2 separate regions of the Gossypium hirsutum genome follow, and region 2 is linked to region 1. The links are chromatin contacts, called in public Hi-C maps. All regions are on one chromosome and are shown on one strand. The core of a region is the stretch at or near the end of the contact, and the rest is flanking DNA. Distances in the headings are between cores, read along the strand shown. Region 1 holds the start of LOC107901833 (SH3 domain-containing protein 3). Region 2 holds the start of LOC107900393 (mitochondrial inner membrane protease subunit 1).

The links. Hi-C and Micro-C count contacts between places; a contact is called where the count stands out from the background.
Region 2: a contact with region 1 is called in a Hi-C map of leaf, with 2.0 times the contacts expected there. The contact joins the promoter of LOC107900393 here to the promoter of LOC107901833 in region 1. A contact is called at or near these places in 3 of 34 Hi-C or Micro-C datasets (leaf and seedling).

The regions. Positions count from the first base shown.
Region 1 is chrD06:51,278,882-51,283,302 of Gossypium_hirsutum_v2.1, reverse strand. LOC107901833 (SH3 domain-containing protein 3) reads left to right here and starts at 2,523. Exons shown (of 10, transcript XM_041095479.1): 1 at 2,523-2,802; 2 at 3,559-3,681; 3 at 4,095-4,164; 4 at 4,292-4,421. The coding sequence starts at 2,743.
Region 2 is chrD06:51,560,613-51,565,033 of Gossypium_hirsutum_v2.1, reverse strand. LOC107900393 (mitochondrial inner membrane protease subunit 1) reads right to left here and starts at 2,120. Exons shown (of 4, transcript XM_016826008.2): 1 at 1,855-2,120; 2 at 1,503-1,727; 3 at 1,323-1,433; 4 at 994-1,238. The coding sequence starts at 1,944. The coding sequence ends at 1,191. It overlaps LOC107901846, which reads right to left. Exons shown (of 3, transcript XM_041095483.1): 2 at 2,908-4,421; 3 at 2,557-2,811. It overlaps LOC107901844 (LRR receptor-like serine/threonine-protein kinase FLS2), which reads left to right and starts at 3,481. Exons shown (of 3, transcript XM_016828004.2): 1 at 3,481-4,129; 2 at 4,132-4,421. The coding sequence starts at 3,481.

The sequences.
Region 1 (4,421 bases), core at 1,274-3,773:
AATCTTGAGTAAGTGACGTAAGTGACTAACCATGCTTGTGTGACTTGTATATTTTGATGTATTGAAAGCTTGAGTTCAATTAGTAATAAAGCCGAAAGTTGGTATGTTGAGTATACGACTTCTGCAAGGCATGACTTTATTATTCATAGCCTAAGAAAAGGTAAATGGTATTCTCTCATCGAAATTACATGGTTGATGAAAATGTAACATGACCATGAGTCATTTGTCTAGGACAAATTATTTAATTACTATGTGTTAGTAATTGACTTTTTCATGAAGGAAGATGTAATGGTTACCATGAAATAAAATATGATCATGTTGGGTGAATGAAATTAACGCAAAGAGATTAGGGAGATCCTATAAGGGTAACACACATATGACAAGATCATCGGACAAGCAAAAAATAAGTTGCTTTCGTAATGTTATATAATAAGAGAGAGTTTAGTCATGGTACTATTAATGGATTGACTCCATCACTAAACAATGTTGCAATTAATAGATGAAGAGTCGAAACTTAATTACAAATTATTTGAGCCTCAATTATATATGTCAGATCGGTCCATCTTCTAACTTAACACGACCTTTTATAGATTGCATTTGAACCAATATGTTGAATGAATGAAAATAACAAATAGTGAAATAGTTCATATGTATTAGTATTCGTAGCGAATGCATTTTCTTGTTAAGTACAAGAAATGACTTAGATATTAAATTAATTTCATTGAATTATTATTTAATTGATTATAATTAAATAATTAGAATTCGAAATGGAAATTAAATTAATTAGTCATCTCAGTTTTATTAAATAGGACAATCAAATTTACTTACTTATAGATTTTAGCACGATAAAGTCGTTATAAATATAATGGAATTAGAATTAGATTAAGAAAATAATTTAAGAAATTGAATCAATTAAATAAATAAGTAAATAATATTTTGAGAATGAAAAATTGGTTAATGAGTTGGATGAATTATATGAGTTGATTTAAGTATAAAAAATACATATAATTGTATCTAGTACATGAGACATGCCCAATAAACTCATTAGACATGTAATGGGCAACAACCCTAGTTCCCAGAAATAGGTGCCACCTATAGCATAATCTTAATGGGACTATATGTATTTTCTATTAAAATATTATTGTTTTGTTACCTCTTGTTTAACTAGAAATTTTGTGAGTTTTTCCTATTAGTAGGGACTATGGGTTTGGTCAAAATAGACAATTATTGAACATAGTTACTCAGTCAGAATTTAGTGAGATTTATTTACCAAATAATTTTTTTTTGTGAGAACTTGTGTTTGGTTTCTAGCTCATAAAAAGAATTAATTTTCTCACTAAAAAATTAATAATTTTCATTATGTGTGATCAGTTCATGTGATTAGAGCTCACACTCTAAATAAATCGAGAGTTCAAAAATAACGAAAAAAATTATGTTGGTTGAAAACTGGGTAACAATTAAACCACTCAATAAAAAACACATGTAGGTAAAATTTATTATTATAAATAATACAAAAGTTGGATTTTAGAAAAAATATAATTTTCCATTTTGCAAAAAACTTGATCTTTAGATTGAATTTTTCCAACAGCCTATGCTTACATCACATCAAATCATGTTGTCAGCCTAGTAAAGAGACATCGTAGACGTAATAAGTCCAACACGTGTCCAAACCCAAGACTACTGTCCACCTATAATGACCCTCATAAGAGCAAGCGAAACTCACTCCAAAGGAGCTAACCCTTGACCATCCTCCATTAGGACCTAAAAGAAACCAGGCAACTAGGCTGTCAGCATGACCTCCCTCCACCGTATGAGCCAATGTCTTTCCCACCAACTTTTTCTTACACCTCAGCAACATTAATCTATTTCCATCCCATTAAAGGGTTAATAAGTAATTTGTCACTTAAATTTGTTTAAAAGCATTTAGTTGGTATTTACATTTTTTATACCTAATCGGTATTTAAATTAGTATTCTGTCATCCAGATTAGTATTTTTGCATTAAAGCTGTTAGTTTGTACTGATGTGGTGCTAATGACTAATCCTATAGTGATACGTGATAATCTCTTAGTATGATACGTGGGGACATAAATTAAAAAAGTATAATTATTTTAAAAAATATAAATAATTTAAAAAAGTATAATTTTTTAGACAAGTTCAAGTACAAACTAGATACTGTTAGACAAATTCAGATATCAACTAATTACTTTTGGATAAGTTTATGAGACAAACTACATGCTAATCCTTAAAAAATTAATGTTGTTAACAAATTGAGAGCAATGTAATGAAATAAAAGTAAATACAAAATAAAATTCAAATATCAATTAAATATTTTTTTGACAAGTTTATATTAACTTTTCTTTTCTTTTTTTTTTAAAGAAATTGATTGCAATGAAAAGATAAATATTTGAATGATTATTTAAAATTTAGTGGGTTGGAATGATAAAGTCCAGTCCAGCAAATTTAGCTGAGCCGAAGGCCGACAAAGAAATATAGGCTGGCTCAGAGCTATCCTGAATGAAGAAGCCCATTAATTATTCCATCAACCCGAAAAAAACAAAAATTACGAGATGACAGTGAGGTAATCGAAGGCTTTGGTCTCTCAAGCATAGCCAGCCAGCTGCCAGATCTGCTAAGTCGATCAATCGATAAAATAAAATCCAGATTTCAAGAAACTAGTACTTTTTTTTTTCTGTAAATCTGTTTCGTTGTGTTGAGAGGAGGTAGAACTAGAAGAGGCAACAATGGATGCTTTTAGAAGGCAAGCCAGCAAGCTCAGAGAACAAGTTGCCAAGCAACAGCAGGCAATTTCATCACAACCCTTCACTCCTCTCTTTTTTAATTTATTTTCCTGGGTTTAAGGAGAATCGAGTTCTGTTGATTTGGTTGTCAGGATAATGGAGGAAATCTGGGAAAATGAAAGCAAATATTTTATTTAGTCTTGGATTACAGAATTAGATGTGTTTAATTACTTTGACTTCTAGAAGTTTGGGGGCCTAATGTATATGTTTCAAGAATTAAATATTTAATTGTGGAGTTAATTCTAAACGTTAAATTGTAATTTATAATCATCAAAGACGAATCATTCTTTTTTAGGTAAATTAGCTAGTTCCATGTCCTTTGAGTTTGTTTTCTGCTATATTCTCAAAAAACTGTACCTACCATTAGATTGCCCTACATTTTCTAACATAGGGAAAAGAGTAGATACAGAGTTTCCAGAAGCTTTTGTTATTGCAAAGCTTCATCCTTTACCTGAAAGTTGAGTAATCCGTGAGATCTCAAGTGCTTCCAAGTGTTGATTGATTGGCTCTTATCTCTGCAAGTGTTTCTTGCATTTGGTTTAAACATGAGCATGGATGTCATTCATTTGGTTTACCTTGTTAGGATCAGTTACTCGAAAACAATATCATCCTATCTTATTCTAACTGGGCTAATTTTGTTTGATCTGAGTCCCTGACAAGTTACCCTTAATTCTTATATTTATGTTAGTTTTGCTAGTTGCATTTTTCTTGAGATGATCAATGTCTTCTACTATTGAGTTAAAAGAATTTTTTTTGCAGGCTGTAATAAAGCAATTCAGTGGAACTGGTTATGAGAGCTCAGATGTTGTAGTTATTGATGAGATTGAGATGCAAAGGCATCAACAACTGGACAAATTGTACAAGTCCACTCGTTCAGCTAGGGTAAACAACATTTCCTTCATAAATTTGTGAAACTTAATTTGATAATCCTGTCATATTGCTTTGTTCTCGGTGAATCCGTGTCATTCATATCTTCACAAATGAAACCATTTTCAGTATGTAACTTTAGTGCATCCTATCTACTTGAGTTACAGTTAAGTACTTCAGTTAAATCTCTTCGGTGTCATTTTAACTAAATAAAATTTCGAAGGTAACAGTTGCTCTGCGGGTGCGCCTGGTTGGAGGAACAAAATTTATTATGAAAGCTACTAATGGCTGTACTATATTCTGATATTTAGTTTCTCAAATTTCCTAACTTTCATAAAAACTAATTTCTCTTAATTTTCTTTTATATTTACTGCAAGTTTAATACCCATGGAGTGCTTGCTTAATGAATTTACCGCTCTTCCTTTCAGGATTTTCAAAAAGAAGTTATTAAAGCTGCAGAAGCATTTACAGCCATCGGGTATAAGCATATTGAAACAGGTGCAGCATTAATTCATACCTTTTTAATTTTGTTGTTCTGACATGAATTTGGTGCGATTGAAATAAATAACATATATTGTGAAGATAAAGCTTTATCTTTATGGTTCTTAATCTTTATGATAATCAGGGACCAAGTTCTCTGAAGAATGCTGCCGATATGGAACTGAAAACAGTGAAAACATCAACGAAAATATTCTTGCCAAAGCTGCAGCTATTTATGGTGATGGTTGTAAACATGTAGAGAAGGAGCAAGAAGA
Region 2 (4,421 bases), core at 871-3,370, 280 kb before region 1:
CTCTAGAATTTTTAACAGATTCTATCATTGATGAGTCCGATCTTATGAAAAAGTGGAAGGTGCAATTTAGGGTGCAGAAATAGGACTAAGCCCAATTTTTTTAATTTAATTTTTGGAATTATATTATGTTTTATGAAATTTTTAGTATAGTATTGGTTATTCTTTTTTTACATGTTGAAAATAAATATTTAATTTTATGTAGTGTGATTTTTTTCCTTTTTATATTTTTACAGTTAAATCGTTCATGCTTTTTAAAAAATATTAAATTGATTTGTTTGATAAGAAAAAAAAAGTATCCAAGAAGAATGGACACTTTTTTATGTTAAAAAAAAGGTCGTTTGGATTTAGAAGTTTCGCCCCCATTGGAGTAAATTCCTAGAGTCGTCCCTGTGTATAACAATACACATTTGTTCAAAGTTCATATATAATTTTCATATTTATCCCTTTTGAAACTAAAAATAGAAAAATGAACAAACCAAATAAATAATACCAAATGTAAAATTCTCTTTTTATTTAAAATTTTAAAAATAAAAAAATTGCTTCAAAATAGCATTTATATGCTTCAAAGGCATTCTCGAAATCATTGAGATTGAGGTATCTTTCATATCAGTTTTGTAATTTATAAGGAGTAATTTTTTTAGGTTTTGTGGTTAGTTTTATGAACAATGCTATCTTCAAGGTTCAAATCCGAATCCTCCCTTTAAAATATAATTTACCTTACCATTACTTGTTGATATTTTTTAATTAATATTTCTCATAATTCTTAATAATATCAAAAAATACAATTTTATTAACTTAAAGAGTTTGGGTACTCAAACCATGGAATTTGTAATTAGATATCATTCCCCCTGAAACCTATTTACTTACTTGGGTTGTTAATTTTGACTAACCTTTCATGCAGTTGATATTATTTCATGAACTGCTCCATCTTTGCCTATTTGGTTTAGATTTGTTATTCTGCACTGTTTACCTATTAAGATTTTCCCAAAAAAGTAAGCTAGTAAAGGGTCTTTTATAGATTTTATAAATCAATCAGCTTCTTCTCTTTCCTTCTTTCCTCATCCTCTGTTCATTTTGATTGCCAAAACAAGGAAAAATCATTCACTTCATAAAACGTACATCATCAACCCTGTGAGACATTCTGACAAACATGTGTTGTGCACAGAAGTCCTCTCCATCTCCAATAATGACTACTTGGGTTTAGGTGCCAAGGATCCGAAATCTTTACGAGGCAATAACTATAAACAACAAAGAAATGATCAAAACTTGGTTAAAGCCAAACAGGTAAAGAACTGATGTAAAAATGAGAAGCGAAGGCTTACCGTCCAAAAAGCTTTGCCTTCCACAAGACCATAAGGAACAGCTCCGAAATTCCTCGAATCCTTTGTGTTATATATGTTATCTCCTTCTACCCAAACATGCCCTTTTTGAACCTATATATTCACAAATCATTTTCATTCTTTGAATATACAAAAGTGGAAATCCAAAAAAATATACAGTACCACAATAGCATTGCATTTATCACTGTTTTTGGGGTCGACGACGTAGGTGACTTGATCACCTTCCATTCCGACCAGCCGTTTGCAGACAACCCTCCTAGGATTCTCAGGCGACCGAAAGAAGACCACGTCACCAGGTCGAAGTTTTCCAGTTCGGGTCGAAATGCGCTCCATCAACAACACATTGCCTGTTATGCCCAAGGTTGGAAGCATGCTAGGACCATAAGTCTTTAGAGTTCCGTCATTGCCGCCGCCGCCCAAAATTCATAAAAGTAAAATTAAAACCCATAAATAAAAACATGAAATGATGATTGATAAGCTTGTTTTTATGGGGGATAGTTGAAAGATTTCTTACAACAACGGTAGTGCCGAGATATTTGTGGGTAACATAAAGCAAACAGAGGCCTCTCACTATAGGGATAACCCTGCTGCTCCATTCTCCCATTCTTCTCTCTTTTTCCAACTAATTTAGATTCTGGGTTTTCAAACATGGTAATGAATTAATCAACGATAATGAAATGTTTGTGGGCTTTGAAATAGGAAGAATCCAACATTGATCCATATATCCTGCTTTGGGCTTTATTACATTGTTTTGTTTCAATCTTGGGTTGAGAAGTAGGATGCATGAAGGAATCCCAGTATTCCTAGAACTGGTAAATCATCTTCTTCGGTTTTTTCTGCCATGATCCGTGATTTTTTGTTTTTGAAATTACCGCTTAAAATATTCTAAAACTACTCTAATTATAGTTGAAGCATCAAATCAGTTTCAAGTATTAAAACAAAAATTTACTAATTTTTAAAAAAATTAAATGTTTTTTGAATTTTAATTTATATTTATATATTTTAAAACTTTATAAAAGAATTTTTTAAAACTTTTTTGAATTACTTATATAATTTTTTTAACATTTTTAATCAATATAATATATAATATTAAAAATAAAAAAGACACGTATGGAAGGTCAACATTAATCAATGTCAGTTAACACCAACACCGATTAATATCTGGTTAAGGGCGAATCAAAGTCAAATCTATTTTTTAAATAAATTTAATTGCCACTAGCACGCACAATTTGATTGCAGATAAATGCGACCAAGCCAAATACCAAAATGATAAATTAATACTAATCCAAGACAAAAATAAAAAATAAAAAAAATACACGCATAGTTCGGAATTAAACCTTTAAAAAAAATGAAACGAAAAAGGGCAGTCCAAGTTGTTCAGAAACCGTGGGTCAAACCAGAATCAAGTTGTCAGACTCCTTGGACCATAGCTTAATCTGGCTTTATTATTGCAAATCAGTCGCAATAAATTCTGCAAAACTCAGAAAACCATGGATTACATTAGATTGTTTGAGTCTAATTGTATGTGTTTACTGTGATATTAACGATAGAGATGGAAACTACCTACCATGTGCTAGCCCAAAATTAGACATTATCCTTTTGGCACCAAGTACAAAATCCCAACCCATCCTTCCATTGGCATTTTTCGTTCAACTTGCCATAATGGTGCTACCGCCATTACCTACTTTTACACTTACAACGTTTGCCGCGGAGTCAACTAAGCATTTACTAGTTGGAAGAGTGGAGCTTCCCGGATTCCCACCTCACGTTCTAGATTCCCATTGATTACACTCACTAAACGACATTACCATTACCATCTCCCACTTGTATTAATCCACACTTCCGCTGGTAGGTGGATCAGTCAAGTGTTTAGACTTGAAATCGTCTCTCCTTCTTAGCTTCTGAACATAGGTGGGGTTTGCACTTTGTACGTATCTTTTCACTGTCTAAGACCACTCAGTTAGTTTATCATATTCTGGATTGAGTTAAAAGGTCAATGATATGACACTCATTTTGGCTTCCAGGGATCAAAGATTGGTTGAAATTTGCATATAAGCCTGACTTTGAATCCAATTCATCATCAGTTACGATAGTTCCTTTCAAACCAGCTTCAGCGTTACCACTACCTTAGCTAGCAGTGATGTCAAAATGTGTCAGTTTAATCATTGTTATACTTTGTTCTGTTTTACTTACTGTGCTGCATGCAGGACCAAGCTTGGAAGTTGAAGTTGAGGCGCTTCAGGCATTCAAAAGATCTGTCACTCATGACCCTTTAGGAGCACTTGCAGATTGGACGGTGGCTAATCATCACTGCAACTGGTCTGGCATTGCCTGTGACCCTTACTCGAGTCAAGTCATTTCAATCTCCCTGCTTGATAAGCAGCTTAAAGGGGAGATATCTCCGTTCCTTGGAAACCTTTCAAGCCTCCAGGTTCTTGATTTGACTTTAAATTCATTCTCAGGTCATATACCACCTCAACTAGGACTATGCTCCCAGCTTACTCAACTAATTCTTTACTATAATTCTCTGTCGGGTCTATTCCCACCAGAAATAGGTAACCTTAGAAATCTGCAGATGCTGGACTTAGGTGATAATTCTTTGAATGGAAGCATCCCTGATAGCATTTGCAACTGCACTTCCTTGTTAGCTCTCGGTATCATTTACAACAATCTCACAGGGACAATCCCAAAAGACATAGGAAACCTAGTTAATCTTCAAATGTTGGTAGCATATAGAAACAATTTGGAAGGTCCAATACCTGTATCCATTGGCATGTTGGGAGCGTTGCAATCTTAGACCTAAGTGAAAACCGTCTGTCTGGAGTAATACCTCCTGAAATAGGGAACTTGTCAAGTTTAGAATATCTTCAGCTGTTTAATAACTCACTCACGGGAGAAATTCCATCTCAACTAGGTCGTTGTAGGTCACTTCTTGCCCTTGAACTCTACACCAACAAGTTCATAGGAGCCATTCCTCACGAGCTTGGAAATCTGGTTCAGTTACAGACTTTAAGATTGTATGGAAACAAGTTGAATTCCACGATTCCTCCTTCCTTATTCCAATTGAAATCATTAACCCAT